2 separate regions of the Cricetulus griseus genome follow, and region 2 is linked to region 1. The links are chromatin contacts, called in public Hi-C maps. All regions are on one chromosome and are shown on one strand. Each heading gives the region's core, a stretch centred on a gene start, on an enhancer-like site or on the middle of the called end of the contact. The rest is flanking DNA. Distances are from core to core; before and after follow the strand shown. Region 1 overlaps LOC100774011 (serine/threonine-protein phosphatase 6 regulatory ankyrin repeat subunit B). Region 2 holds the start of LOC100774011 (serine/threonine-protein phosphatase 6 regulatory ankyrin repeat subunit B).

What was found. Hi-C and Micro-C count contacts between places; a contact is called where the count stands out from the background.
Region 2: a Hi-C map of fibroblasts shows a contact between it and region 1, with 3 times the contacts expected there. The contact joins the promoter of LOC100774011 here to the enhancer-like site in region 1. A contact is called at or near these places in 5 of 8 Hi-C or Micro-C datasets (the CHK-Q cell line, the CHO-K1 cell line, fibroblasts and 1 more).

What each region holds. Positions count from the first base shown.
Region 1 is chr2:409,246,461-409,254,024 of CriGri-PICRH-1.0, forward strand. It overlaps LOC100774011 (serine/threonine-protein phosphatase 6 regulatory ankyrin repeat subunit B), which reads right to left. Exons shown (of 28, transcript XM_035440952.1): 2 at 6,178-6,261. Among named protein-coding and RNA genes, the nearest start is that of Sf3b1, 230 kb to the right of the region's middle. Within about 2 kb of position 4,456, at least 2 of the 6 cell types and tissues checked have open chromatin away from gene starts, as enhancers often do.
Region 2 is chr2:409,355,226-409,362,789 of CriGri-PICRH-1.0, forward strand. It overlaps LOC100774011 (serine/threonine-protein phosphatase 6 regulatory ankyrin repeat subunit B), which reads right to left and starts at 3,477. Exons shown (of 28, transcript XM_035440952.1): 1 at 3,249-3,477. The coding sequence starts at 3,275.

The DNA.
Region 1 (7,564 bases), core at 3,206-5,705:
ACTCTCTTATTCCCTTCTACTCCTGATGATCCTCTTCTTTCTTCACCATGTGAACCAGCTATCTCCACTTCCACCTCCCATAGTTCTTTCGTGTCCCGTCTACCCTGTGTGTTCCTTTTCCTGTACCTCCCCAGGAAGTCTGGGGAAAGTGCTTGGCTCAGGTTTGACACAGAGAAGACAAAGAAATACTGTATTAATAAAAAAAAAAAGAAATTAATCTGAGGCTGAAGAGATGGCTCTGAGAATAACAGCAGCATACTGCTCTTGCAGAGGACCCAGGTTCAGTTCCCAGACCCTACATGGTGGCTCATAACCATAACCATAACTACAGTTCCAGGAAATTCAGTGCCCTCTTATGACCTCCATAGGCAACAGGCATGCACATGAGAAAAGTCCTTGCGTGACAAAAAAGAACAGTACTCTGCAAATCACTGTGGGTCTCAAACGCTAAGCACTGAAAGCTATGCACTGAAATACCATTTGTACTTACCCACACAGACATGCACAAATGGTCAACTGAAAAGTCAAGTCTTTATGATAAAAATGAACAATTGGATATCCTGGTTTGTTGGTTTGTGTGTGTGTTGATATAGGCTTATCTGTTTTGCAATTTATAAGCATAAAAGAGTCAATACAAAAACTTGTTTTAGGGATCCATGGTCCTGTTGTAAATGCTATGCACACTTGAAGAGCACAGACATTGCTGTCCCTAGATTACCAGTGCTCAGCATAAAGGCCACGGCAGTGACAATGCATTCATAATGACCAGAGAAGCCCTAACACTGGTTATCAGCTGCTCTCATCCACAGTTAACAAAAAGCACACAGGCTAGATTTGGTCCACACAGGTGTCTTCTTTGGCATGACCAATGTTGAGACCAACATTTAACACATTAGGAATTTCTTGTGTTTTCTCTTTAAATCTTTCAAAAGTCCAGCTGTACCGCACCCTCATCACTACACAGCAGTGTAGTGGGTTGAGTGACTCATCACCTCACTGACGATGCCCTCTATCATGGACACAGCTGAATTCCCAACACTGCCTGCAGCTTCCTTATTTCTGAAGTTCCTCATTTTATCTAATTTGTAGGTTGCCCAAGACTCTACTGACACCCATCTCAGAGCTTCAGTCCTTTATCAAATCTTTTACTAAAAAAAGAAAAGAAAGTAGAATATAGCTATAAATGAGAAAAATAGACATAAGTCCAGAAACATGGGAAACTAGGCTATGGAGTCTATTGAGCCAATATTCCAATATTTGTGGGAAGCTAACATGGGAGAATCAGGCCAAGAAAACTTTTTTTAAAATGTGGCAAAGTGATCATATTCCAAATTCCTTGGTGAGAGACATGTGTTAGCCCTCATAAAGTAGATTTATTTTTCAAAATTTACTTTTTTATTTTATTGTTTAAGTGTTTTGTCTGCATGTGTGTCTATGCACCATGCATGTACCTGGTGCCACAGAATTCAGAAGAGAAAATCAGATGCCCTGGAAATGGAGTTACAGATAGTTGTGAGCTGTCATGTGGGTACTGGGATTAGAACCTGGGTCCTCTGGAGAGGCAGCCAGTGTTCTGTACTGCTGAGTCATCAAATTGCTCCTGTGTAGATGTTTCAAGAAATCTACTCCAATAGATGCCCAGATAAATTACAAGCTCACAACTTCTCATTTGTCCTATTCTTTATAAAATCCCTGCTTGTAAAATGGCATTTTCTTTCTCTCTCATTTGCATCTGAGATTAACACTAATCCATCATCTAAATTATTTCCTGGAGCCAAAAACTGTAGCACTAACGGTTTCTTTCCCTTTGCTTACCATAAGTTCTTTGCTTTTAACTTAAGATATATACCAGTTACAATCACATATGAGCCCCTCCTACCACAAAACAGAGAAGGTAAAGCAAAGTGCAACAGTATACTTGGGTCAAACTTTATTGCAAATAATAAATATGACATGGATAAAAAAAAGTTTTTGTATAAAATAGATAAATCAAAATAAACAAATTGGGAACAACTCAAATGTTTGAGACTACTAATTAGCATGTATTGAGTATTACATAATATTGAAGAATCTTTGCTAATTTTATTTGACATAATAATGAGCATTACACATGCCTATGTAACTCTGTGTGCATGCATGTTTTCCTGTTCGCAGCTCTTTTTAATGAGAAATAAACAACTCACACTTGGTATCACTTAGGAGCCACAAATCTTGGAAAAACAGTCTTTCATAATTGGAAGACGAAGCTCTGTAAATCTACTTCAGGCAGGGAAGAAGTCATAATGGACATGTGTGTACAATGTAACTGTCAGTATCTCTAACACTAAAATGGGGGTGGAGAGAACAGTGCCATGAATTACTACTGTTAGCCAAGGGCACAGCACAGGGGATGGGGCTATCTGTCCTACCACCAGTCATCAGCTTTGGGAGCTCTGTCTAATGGCCTTTCAGGGACCTCATCTGTGAAGACAGCTCACTACTTCTTTAGACAGCCCCATCTAGTATTTCTTATCTTTGGGGCTGAAATTTTCATTTCTATAGCTTACAACCACCTGCCGTAACGACAAGTCTGTTCTGGTTTAATGCGACATGCTCACTTGAGCTGTGTGCAGCAGGCTCCTGTCCTCAGTCTAGAGCATCACTGCTTTCTTCACCTCCTTCCCCACTGTCACCACTCACCACGGACAGGCCCCAATTTGTCTCTGTCCTGGCTGCTGTGAGGCACAGTAAGACCATCCTCATGGCATCAGGGTACTGTAACATGACCCTAAAGTATGTCCTTATCGAGTTACAAGTCTGATTTCATGGTTTCTCAAGTCTGGAATTTTGAAGCTGTAAATTGAGATGCTATTCTCTACCATAAGCTCAGTGTGGTTATTCCAGTGGAAGTTTCCAAAATGTTCCTAGGGATCAGCCACTTCTGGATCAGTTTACATGGACATCTTAGACTACATAACAGTTATCCCACATTTCTAGGCTCTGATACACCACCCATGATAGAGGCAACAGAAGGATCCAGAGTGGTTGTCTTGACATGTCACAGGTTCCTCAAATCAGTCTACATTCTCTCAGTCTTCCAAACAGAACACCCACCTCCCAGCTGAGCCCTGTCAGACAGCCGCTTTTTCCAGATCAATGATCTGTCTGCTTCGGAAAAATAAAACATGGGCCATCACAAGGTAACTCAATACCAAGCAATTAGGGCTAATGGATTCTCTCAAAGTGTTGCAAGAACTGCAAATGTAACTGAACAAATGAGAACAAATGGAAGTACAGCCAGGTTGTCAAGCACATAGGTTCTTGGACCTAAGACACAGGCACAACTAAATCAAGGAGGAGTCTAAAGTGATCAGAAAGGCAGGAAAGGCAGTGGGAGTTGAGAGGGGTAGGCCTCTTCTGGGCCAGGGAGAGGGTAATGAAGACATCAGAAAGGATGAAGTAATTAGGATAACTTAGTAGAAACGTTAGTAGGGATGGAACATACAGAAGTCAAAAAAAGAGAAAATCATACAATTAAGTAATTCAATATAGATGAAGTTTAGAGTTCATGAATCCAGGGATAAGAAATCGAGTTTGGAGAAGCACAGAGAGGCCAGTCTGAATGGCACTGCTTTCTCTATCAGGATTAACTAATCAAAGAGTGGTTCACATACAGCTAAGAACTCATGGTTCCAAAGACAATGCCGGGTGGGAAAGCAAAAGCAAGGTGAAAACATCAGGAAAGAATAGTTAAGGCACAAGGCCAAGGGTGAAGCACATGTCCTGGGTTCGATCCCCAGCATAATGAATAAGTGTGGTCAGAGAGGAAAGCAAAGGGTAAAGAGGGAAGGCCACCAGTGTTACCTCAAGTAACAGGTGGGACTCGCCATACACTTCCTTTCTTTTCATCTAAATGTGTTTGTCAGCAGACTCACCTGACCTGTGAAAACCTTTCCATGCTTTCCATCTAGGCTCCTTGTTCCTTTCTTCAACAGGACTATAGATGACCTAACAGTGACCTTAGAAACCACACATCCATACCTGGGACTCATGTAAAATGGGGACTCTCCCCATCTGTTGCTGAGAGAACTAAGCTCCCTATTTCAAACATTCATCGGACATCTATGTGTTATGAGAGCCAAACCTAGCTAACTCAGTGACATAGCTGGGCACAATTCAAGCAATTTGTACCAATCAGCAATGCTTGTTACATTTCCAAAAAGAAACAAAGGCCATTCAGAGGTCAGTCCAATTTCCTGAGGTGTAGCTAAATAAAAGTTCTGTTTGCTTGTGACCATTAGGAAAAGATAGTAACCTTGCCTTAGGCTTGCAGGGGCTTGGCCCACAGCCACCAAATAGTCTGGGCAAATTCCTGTGATGTCAAAGCTCTTGACAGGGAACTTGCTTCATAGCCTCCTGGTCACACCCCACGGGCTCTGGACAGGTGCCCAGCTTCCTCTGCAAGTCCTCTGTCCCTGACTTTATCCGGGCTTACCTTGCAAAAAACGCAACTCAAAACATTGCCCTGTTGTTTTCACTGCCAGCTGGGGAGAAGCTGCCAAAAGGCTTTCCAGTCTGCACTGTCTCAGAACAAAGGCTGCTCCAAGGGACCTCTCTTGGAAAGGAGCCGCCAGAAGACCTGATAGAGATACCACCTCGGAGATGGATTATCACCTGGGGCAAAGTTCTGCTTACACTGAAGACGTACTTGACTCTCCCAGTCTTTTCTGCTGAACACTGAACTTTCAAGAGAACTGTCCCCTAGGACATGAGCATTCTGATAATCAGATTATGTTAAACGAGTTAGCAGCATGTCCTCCACCTAATTGCTTGTTAGGCCTAACTCTAGGAAACTACCAAAAGGGCCAATTCTTGACTAATGCCTTTTCCCTTTGTTTAGTGCAGGTGACTTATTTTATGGAAACTTTGCAGATATGGTATCAGTGTTAATCTTTTGATGGATGTGCCACAGGCCTTTTTTGGAATTCAGTGAAATATCTTGACCCTTTTCTCAGAAAAATATGTAAGATGTTTAAGAACACCCATGGTTTAGACAACTTCAGAGAGGGTATAAGCACAACTGAGTTCAATGGTTCACCCCAGGGTCACAGACTCCTCAGAACAAGAACCAGCAGACTTCTCCTATAAAGGGCAGAGCGTGAGTGGGGCTGGCTCTGCCCTCTGCCCAATGCCTTGGCTCAGTAAGTGCAGTGTGAAAGCAGGACAGACAGTGTGTGCATGATGGATGGCCATGATGTCTGTGGACACTCAAGTTTCCACCTCCTACCAGCCGCTCATGTCAAAAATTGTTACTCTCCTTGTCTCTTTTCAATCATTCAAAACAATCAAAAGCTTTCATATCTGCTGTCCCACAGGCACAGCTTGCCAAACTTCACTAAAGAGTCAAGGTACACCACATCAGAAAAGAGCAATGCTATATCCTCCCACTCACTGCCTTCTTAATAGGGGCCAGGATCCTTTCCTTGTAGATCTATGCAGAAAACCACAGGAGTAGCAGCTGTCAGGCTGACACTGTCACCAGGAGAAATCACAGCCGTGCTCCTAACACATGAGAGAGGTGGCAGGTCACTCAGAATTCAATGCTGCCCTATTATGCTCACTGTCAGATCTGTCATTGTATCTTAAGAAGGATATAGATGGGATATAAAGTGGGTTTTTTCCTTCTTGCCTCAACTCAGTCATCGTTTTCACTTTTTCTGTGGCAGAAAAGTGATTGACAGGGAATGTGTAATACCCACAGCTTCAGAATAGTCATTCTAACTGTATAAAAGTTCACAGAGATTAATAGAGTTTGCAGCTAGGGAAGCGCTTACATGGTTCCTTAAACTACTGTATGATGTTTTTACTTATGAGTTGATTAGAATAAAGTCATTTTAAGCATACATATTACTGCATCCTATTTTTTTTTCTTTTTACACAGTGCTGGGGATCCAGCACTGGTGTGTCCTAGGCAAGTGACTACATCTTCAGACCTTGATCCTTTAAATTTTTACAACTATATTTCAATGTAATTGATTTAGTATAACGCTAGAGTTTCATTGCATGGGTTTTTAAAACAATAGTCTAAAAAGCAGCCTCGGGTTCTAACTATTTTCTTCAGGGGCCCGAAGCACAGGAAATGTCAACGGGCCCTTGCTTGCCCCAAAAGAGGACCTGCTCAAACAAAGCATCTCTTACCAGTGCATTAACATCTTCAGTCTTGTGGATGAGAGTGCGGATCTCCTCTGGATCACCGCCGAAGATGGCTTGGACCAGTGGTGGCTACGAAAAACAAGAGACTAAGAATTAGGACTATTATTAATATGTAGGTTTGCATCCACATGCAAACAGCAGGAAGAAGATTTGCTCCCTCTAGGTTTATTCAAGAATTATCAATGAGCAGGCAAAGATAAATAAGACCCGGGCCACATTCACCAAGAGTCTAGTGGGGAGATATTCACATAAAGAAATAACTTGAATACAATATGAAAGCTGTGACACACAGCCACTGTCAGGAGCTATGCACTAAAATACAGTAGAATAAGAAAACCTTCCACAATTCAAAGTGTCTAATAGACCCTTAAAGTTCCTATTGAAGATACTACCAAATTCAGGATTTCTACAGTTGGCCCCTGTTTAACCTTGACACCCGCCCCCATACAAATGTTGAAGTTTAACTCTGAAAGTCACTGGACACAGGGCCTTTGAAAGCTTACTGGGAGGTTCTAGTGGGAGATTACAGCTACTCCTGTACCCTCAACAAAAGACTGGTCCTACGTCCTCATCCAACCAAATGCACAGCTTTGGCAGGGACACACAGAGAGCAGTGAGGAAGGAAGAGGACGCCCACCTTGCAAGCCAGATCAGCCAATCAACCCTGACAATCAATGGCATGACAGATCCTGCAGCCAGATTGCCATCACCTCCAAGACAAAGCCTTTATAGAGGAGGTTATGACCTAAACACTTGTCAATTGATCTTTGAAAACACCTTGCAAATCATTCCCAGATGCTTCCATGGCTTTAGCCAACAGGCACTGACTGGTTTACAATGGTTACATCCACAAATAAGATATAACAAAGACTGGCTAGAGAACAAGGTGGGGGAGGGGACAAAGAAGAACCCATTGCACAGCAGAAGGAGTTTATAAAGTGTGATAAAGACCCAACTGCAAGAACAGTGTGCTCTGTGGGGTAAGAGGAAGGTAAGAACAGGGTATTCAAAGACCTCGAAGGAAGGCACCTTAACAACTGACTGTGGGTTTACAGATGGAGAAGGGAGGGCACTCCATCCTAAAGAGAAGGCGTGCAAAGGGGTGGATATGCATAGAACCTGCCAGTCAGAAACCATCAGTAACTGGTGAATGGAGTGTGGGATAGAGGAAAGCAAATGGTGGGTTCAGGGTCTGATGCTGGGCTTGCCCCACACGATGAAGCATCAGCACAGCCAGCTCCACCATTTCCCAGCTGAGACTTTCCCACTCTGGGAGTGAGCACAGTCATCACTGGCCACTCCCCTCAGGGGATTATTAATACAGTCAGAGGACATTATGAGAAAACTCTCTGTGGCCATTCAACTCTATACA
Region 2 (7,564 bases), core at 2,227-4,726, 110 kb after region 1:
CAGGACAGCCTCCAAAGCCACAGAGGAACTCTGTCTGGGGGGGGGGGTCTCTACAGTCCTTTACCTCTATATGTAAATAATTGACCCTAAAAGTTCAAGCATTAAATCCAATTGCAAAAGGCTACATGGCCAATTATTTTAAGCTAAACACATTGCATTTGTATGTGATGAAACCTTCTTCAACCTTATGATTATCTCAGTTCTCCCAAGATGTAAACAAATGTCTTAATGTCCACCTATGAGGAAATGGTTATAGTACTATATTAATTACATAGTTAAACAACAATGTTGCAGAGGCTAACCAACCAACTCCTCCAATTGCTAGGAGTTGTCCCAGCTTTACCACCACATGCTGGGAAAACCCCTCAGTCCTGGGCAAACTAAAATGGTCCCAAAATACCATCAGAAATTTAAAAAAGAATGACGAAAGGACAGACTTTCAAATGCAGAAGTGCTAAGTGTCAAGCTTGTTTGTAGCAGTAGCTCCCAGTTCCTTTTCACAGTAGAAGACTAAAAACCACAGCAGCCTCTCCCTTCCCCCTCACTTTTCAGTTTTCCCAAAACAGTTAGAAAAAGGCATATCCCTTCTCTTGCTTGACTCTCTGTGGGAGTGGCTGCTGAAGTAGTGACCATGACCACCCAGTCAGCTCCAGCCTTCAGTGTTTGTAGGGCAGAAAATGTCAACTCTCACTTCAACTACATCCAAAGGCAAACCAAGACAATTTATGATTCAAATTATCAGTGGCAAGAATGTGTCCTCAAACCAAAAAGCAAAGAGCTGTAGCCAGAAGTCGAGATTCGCCTTACACATAGGCTTTAAAGGGCCCAGAAAGAGGGAGGCTGAGATCGTTATGCCATCCCTCGGTAGAGAGCAAGCTGCTCCACTACAGACTGAGGCAGGGATTCCATGCAGGTGGCTCTTCATCCCCAGCGATGGGCCAGAGCTCTTCGAGGAAGAGCTTAATCAGAGAGTTGTCAGCACAAGTTAGATGAGGTTAAAAACCAACTTCTAACAAGTGTGCTTCAAACAAAAAAGACTATATAAGGCAAGAGAAACACACTTCCTGAACCTAAAGAAACACAGAAACCATCTTTGCTCACCACTACACCCCGCCCCACCCTCCCACCACCCCACCCAGTCTTCCTCTGGCTTTGTCCTAAAACAGACTGGTGGGTTTAGGTGTTCTTGAGTCACAGAACTCCTTGGTTCTTTCTATACATCAGGAGATGGAGTCCAATGAAAGTTACAGCTCTTTCTCCCTGGTGACAGTTTCCTGGAGGAAGAGAGGGGATACATTTAGAAGCATTTTCACAGACAAACATCTTTGAGAGCCCTACTATGATAAGCCGATGATGATGGGCACAGCAGGCCACTCTTCACCAGGGCTGAAGCACATTAGGAGAAAGTGCCTTCTCCTACCCCATTTCAACACTCTGCGGAAATGAAGGAGGTGTCTCTGGGCCTCAGCTTTCTGCTGCTAGAGGAGCCTGGGAGGTGAGACCTCCAGCCAACAGCTGAGGGTCTTGAGAAAGACTTGCTTGCTTCTCCAGGTCAGCCTTTTCTACTCAGAAGATAAGGAATTCAGGAAAGATGATTTGCATCTTTATAAGTAAAATTCTGCATGGAATTCTTTCCTATATAACATAACAATGCCTACTAGAACCACAATGGTTAGGAATTAACAAAGTGTAGGAATGTGTACCATCAATGGTGACAGGACCTGGACTCTCGATACAATTGTAAGACTTAAAAGAAGTGACTATCTAACAGTTGGAGAAAATTGTGAACAAAGGCTAGAGAAAATCCTAGTATCAACTTACAAGCACTTTAAATGTTCAGGAGCCAATGAGGAGGGGCAGGTTCATCACAATTAACAGCTGCTCTCCCTGCTAAATTTAACAGACTTTTTAACTCAGTGACTAGAATGGAGTGGGGGAAGGGAAAGAAAGGACACAGTAAATATGTAAGGAAAACAAGTTGAGTAAATTCAATCTAAAGAGCAAAAGAAATCACTGTGTATCACAGCTGCAATGGTTGTATTTAAGTTGCAGGACATTCTGACTGGATACTAACTAGTAGGACACCTCTTAACAAGTTTGAGGTGAAGCCGGGCAGAGGTGGCATAAACCTTTAATCCCAGCACTCAGAAGGCAGAGACAGGCGGATCTCTGTGAGTTCAAGGCCAGCATGGTGCATAGTCTACAAAGCCACACAGAGAAACCCTGTCTCAAAAAATCAAAAAAGGAGGAGGAGGAGAAAGTGGTAGTAGTCGTAGCAGTAATAGTTTGAGGTGTTTAATGGCCTGTCTAGCACCGTGTGTCAAAGTCAAGACTGCCTCTCCGTTTGTCAGGCCCCCAAAACAATATTTCACTGTGGATGAATAAACCCGGGCCTGGAAAAACATGTTTTTTTGTTTTGTTTTGTGTTTTGTTTTTGTTTTTCATTTAAAGAGCTGCAAAGAGGTTTGGGTTTTTTGTTTTGTTGTTTTGTCTCTCAATCTCGCAACTTGCTTGGGCTTCCATGAGTGTCAATGTCCACTTGTGTAGCAAGGACTGTCAATAGGATTCACCAAATAACCCCATTGCTTCAAGCAGAACTCCAGGGTTGCCTGGTGTGACGTCTCAGCCAGAAAAGCAACAAAGCTGATGCGCACCAGCATCTGCAAGCTCACCCTGGGACCTGACTTCACCTCCGACTGGGAGATCGGAGCCCAGCGCGCATCTCTCAGCACCCCCATCCCGCACCCTACACCCAGCCTCTGGGCAACTAAAGAGGAAGTCGAGATGTCCTATCCAACGGATGAAGACAACCGGCCGCACCGGAGCGGGGATCCGGGCCAGTCTCTTGCCTGGCGAGGGGGAGAGGTCCAGAGCTGCGAGCCTCTCTCCCGGCGTCCACCTTCCTCCTCCTCCTCCTGACCCCGAGGGCAGCCTTCCCCGGGACAACCCCAGCCTGACTACTCCCGAGTGCGCAGCACGGCCCGAGGCTCCCCCTCCCCCGGTCGCTGCGGCGGCGGCCCGCGTCCCCCGCGCACGGCGGCCACTCCCGCACCCTGCCGACCCTCTCCAGCCGCGAACGCGCACTTGCGACGGCCCAGGGCGGAGACTGCGCGGGAGCTGAGCCCCGCGGCCGGCCGTGCACGCTCCAGCCTGCGCGTAAACAGCTCCGGGCGCGCTCCGCTCCGCTCCACGCCGCGCCCGCCGCGCCCCCTTCTCCGCGCCCCGCGCCCGGCGCCCGGCGTCCCTACCTGGTCGCAGAGTTTGAGCACTGCCATTCTTCCGCTCCCGCGCGCGCGCACACATACAGGTCTCAGCTCCGCAGATGTCACGCCAGGAGCCGGGGAAACGGAAGGGACAGCGCGGGGACCCGCCAGGAGCCGGGCTCCCGAATGTGACAGCCCTCCCACTGCTCCGCCGCCGCCGCCGCCGCTGCCGCCAGCAGCCCAGAGCCCAACCCCGGCTCGCGGGAGTCGCAGCCCGGCCCGCCCGCCTTTATACAGGAAGTGCCGGCCGCTGCCAGCTGGGCCGCCACTGACATCACCGCGCGCTGCCTCCCTCGCGCCGCCCGGGCCGACGCTGCCTCCTGCCGCCCGCAGCGGCTCCTCGCAGCCCGCGGCCCCGGCGCCCTCCCGCACCTGCACCCCGCACTGTCAGAAGCCCGAGGATGGGGGGTGGGGGGCTGACGGCGACCCTCCCCAGCAATCCCACCCTCGCGCACGCGACTGATGGCAAGCCCTCGCAGACACACCCCAGGGGCCCAGAAATCTTGCCACTCACAAGCCACCAACTTTCACCCTGGAGACTGCGTCACACCCCCTTTTCCCTAAACCTCTTCCCTAATCAGATTGCTCCAGCGCTCCAAATTTCTGCCACCTGGCCGCAGTGTGGACAGTCTCTTTGTTTAACATAGCGGAGGCCCTGGGCTCAGGATTCCAGTATTTCCCTAACACGTAGGGGCGGGAGGAACAGGGGCTCGGGCCCTTCATTTCAACTTCTGCAGCCACCTCCTAGCTAAACCACACACTACCCTAAATTGGTAGCCTGGACTTGGGGCTGGGGTAGCAATGAGAAGAAGAAAAAGAAAAAAAATTAAAAAAGAGAACAGTTCTAAATTGCTGCACAATCCTGCTGAATTAGTGTGTAAGTTGCCATGCTCCCCCCTCCCCTCCCGCCCCGCCCACAGACAGAAGACAGCTGCCCAGCAGCATGGGTTTCTAATACAGTGGTAGCAATCCGTAGTGCTTCTGAAATCTGGGAAGATAACTTATTAATTCAGGCAGAGGATAGGCATGGAATAAAACGGGGTGTAAGCAGATAAGATACTGGGCTGGCTAGTTTTTACCTCAGCTTGACACAGACTGTAGTCATTTGAGAAGAGAGAACCTCGGTTAAGAAAATGCCCTCACCAGATTGACTCGGGGGCAAGCCGATGCAGTGTTTTCTTGACTAATGATTAACTTGGGAAGACTCAGCTCACTGTGAGGGATGGCACCCCTGGATGATTGGTCCTGGGTGTGTAAGAAAGCAAGCAGGGCAAGCCATGAGAAGCAAGTCTGTAAATAGCCTGTGCTTCAGTTCCTGCCTCCAAGGTCCTGCTTCCAGGTTCCTGCCCTGGCTTTCTTCAGTGATGTGGAAGTGTAAGTGGAAATAAACCCTTTCTTCCACAAGTTGTTTTTGGTCATTTTTTTTTATTACAACAATAGAAACCGCAAGTAAAATGCTCAGATAAACCAGATAGTCATTGCTGATTGATATGATTTCAGACTGAGATAAGGGGTCATGAGGAGGGGTACTTGTGAAGGAAAAGGCCAGACCAGATTGGTGGATGAGGGCAGGCTTCTGTGAGAGAGGGGGAAAGCTGAGATCTAGAAAGAAAAGTTAATCAGGGAAGTGAGAGGTGGGGGCACTCCCAGGAAGCCATAAGTGCCCCTAGCAGGCCATGGAGCAAGCCTTCAGGCCTGTTGAACAAGTCACAGCTAGAGAGTGCTCTGTAGTTCCCTCACAAACCAATTATAGATTTTTCTCCCCGTGTCAGTGCCTCACCGAAGATTTCATGGTAGAGGGGAGTGACCGCAGTTGTTTACATCCTTGCATATCACCAACCCATGCTAGCTGGTGAACAGCTAAATCCCAAAGCTACTCTAACCCACCCTAGAGATTGGGTTCAACTCATTGCAGAGAAGGGGACCTGAGGAAGCACCCTCCTGGGTCCCCCTCCTTGGCCATAAGTGATAATCAGACACACTTTCCCCACAAAGTCATTGTCCCCAGACTCTTTTCAAACACAACTCAGGTTGTCTGTGGTGTGTTTGAGGCACTTCCATGCTACTGTTCCATAGACCGTGGGGGGGGGGGTGTATGAGGCACCTCCACACTCCTGTTTCACACAGTGTGTGTGTATGAGGCACCCCCCATGCTGCTGTTCAGCAGACTGTTCACTAATATCTTGCATAGATTTGTAAGTAAATAAAACAGGGAATTCCCAAGCTAAATATAATCATATTTCTAAAAGAGAGATAACAGATTATATAGTTTGACAGATTCACTTAAAATATGCATATGCATGAGTTCTTGAGTCAGAGTCAGTCCCCCACCCACCCACCTACCCCCTTCCTCTCTGAGACAGTGTCTCACTATATTACTGTCAATCTGGCCTTGAACTCTCAGTCCTCCTATTTCTGCATCCCAAGTGAGTGCTGCCACAGAAGGCTGTCACTGGAACCCTAGAAGTCTCTTTCATAGAAATTGTAAGTAGTACCTTTAACATTGCCTTCACTACCCTGAATTGAAATTCAAACATAATATATCTACTTACACAAATTTATTTTAAAATTCAATATGTTGCCCTAATTAGATAATAAATGAAAAACAAATGGGGAGATATAGTGGCTGCATATTTCAACAGATAAATGATGCATACAGCGCAAGCCTACTAGAAGACAAAGCAGTAACATTGTGGATACATTGTGTCTCAGAGCACTTACCGACGCAGAGTAATCTGAATGTGTGGTATCAGCCTCTCAAACCTCAAGACCAGAGTGCCTTGATCTCAGAACTGCAGACTAGGTCAGGAGTTCAAGGTCATTCTCAGCTACATCAAGTTTAAAGCCAGCCTGGCCCCCTCTCAAAACAAAACACGAGAACAGCCATGGAAGTGACTCTCTGGGTAGAAGCACTAGCCTTCAACCCAAACAACTTGCTTATGCAATATAAGCTCGCCTTGGTCACTGTGTTAAAGACACCTCAGATGGTTGGATCTGAGAACAGAAAGTACTTGAGATGCCTTGGTAAGACCCATGTGTGCCAGAATGTGGACTACACAACCCAAGGAATTCACCACTTTATTGAATCTTCTGGTGGTCTAGGGGTCTGGCCACTGACAGGGTGTCTTCTGAGAAATAAAAGACAAATGGCTACCCTTTATACCACTGCTCTGTGTCAATTTGAGTGTTCCCTGGGAATACACATGTTAAATTTTGATCCCCACTGAGAAGGTGGAAACTTGCTACCATGTGGTATCTCAAGGTAAGGACTTTGTAGGTGACTGGAGCAAGAGAAGGCCCTCAGGTTGGGGCCTCATGGTTGAATTATTGGTGGCTGTATAAAAAGTGGGAGGGGACCAGACAGATACTTAGACACAGCACACTCCCTGTTTCTTGCTGTGTAATACCCTTCACACCCTTAGGGATCTGCCAGCAAGAAGGTTGTCACTAGCTGTAGCTCCTCCAGAACCCTGCGCCAAGATAAACCTCTTTTCTCTGTAACATGGCGAGTCTGTGGTGCTGTGTTATTAGCAACCAAAATAAAAAATGGATGAAAGCACACCGCTAACAAAAGAGACATTATACTTGCTGAATCCCTTTGGATTTTGAAAGCAATACATACCACATCAGATGTGTGTTTTGACCTATTTACCAAGTAACCCATAAAACAGGCTTGTTTTTTTTTTTTTTCAATTAGGAATGAAAGAAAGAAAATGGCTCTGCAGAAGGATCTTATAACTCAGAGGAAGCAAATATTGGAAAGGTCTATAGCAAATAGGTATGCTATATGGAGACCCTGGTGGACTTGACTAAAAGAGCTATCAAGGAAACATTAGTTCCAAAGCAAGCCACCCCTTCTTCTGCAGATAACTCATCCATTTGAGAAAAGGGGGGCTTGCTTGCTAGCTGAATTTCACTGACTAGCCATGAAGTATCAAGTTTGCAGCCTCAGCTGCTCTTTATGAACTGGGTGTGTCTGACCCACCCAACCATGAGACTAAGTACAAACCAGAGCATGCCCCACCCCCAGCATGGACTGGCAGGCTCAAAAAGCACAAATTGCCCTTGCAGGTAACTTAGCTTCACTTGATAATTACTCCTGGCATTTTTGTCTCCTTGAAGAATTTAAAACCAATAAAAAGGTCTTAAATTATAGTAAGTTCTCAGTGTGTGAGTGAGTACAAGCTAGCAATTCCACCCTCACCATACCAGTGAGGAGTGCTCCTGATGAGATCTCTGAATGAAATTTTTCAGTAAAAGTAATTTCTGGCAGGAAGCTGAGTGTCTGTGTCTGGCTTGAG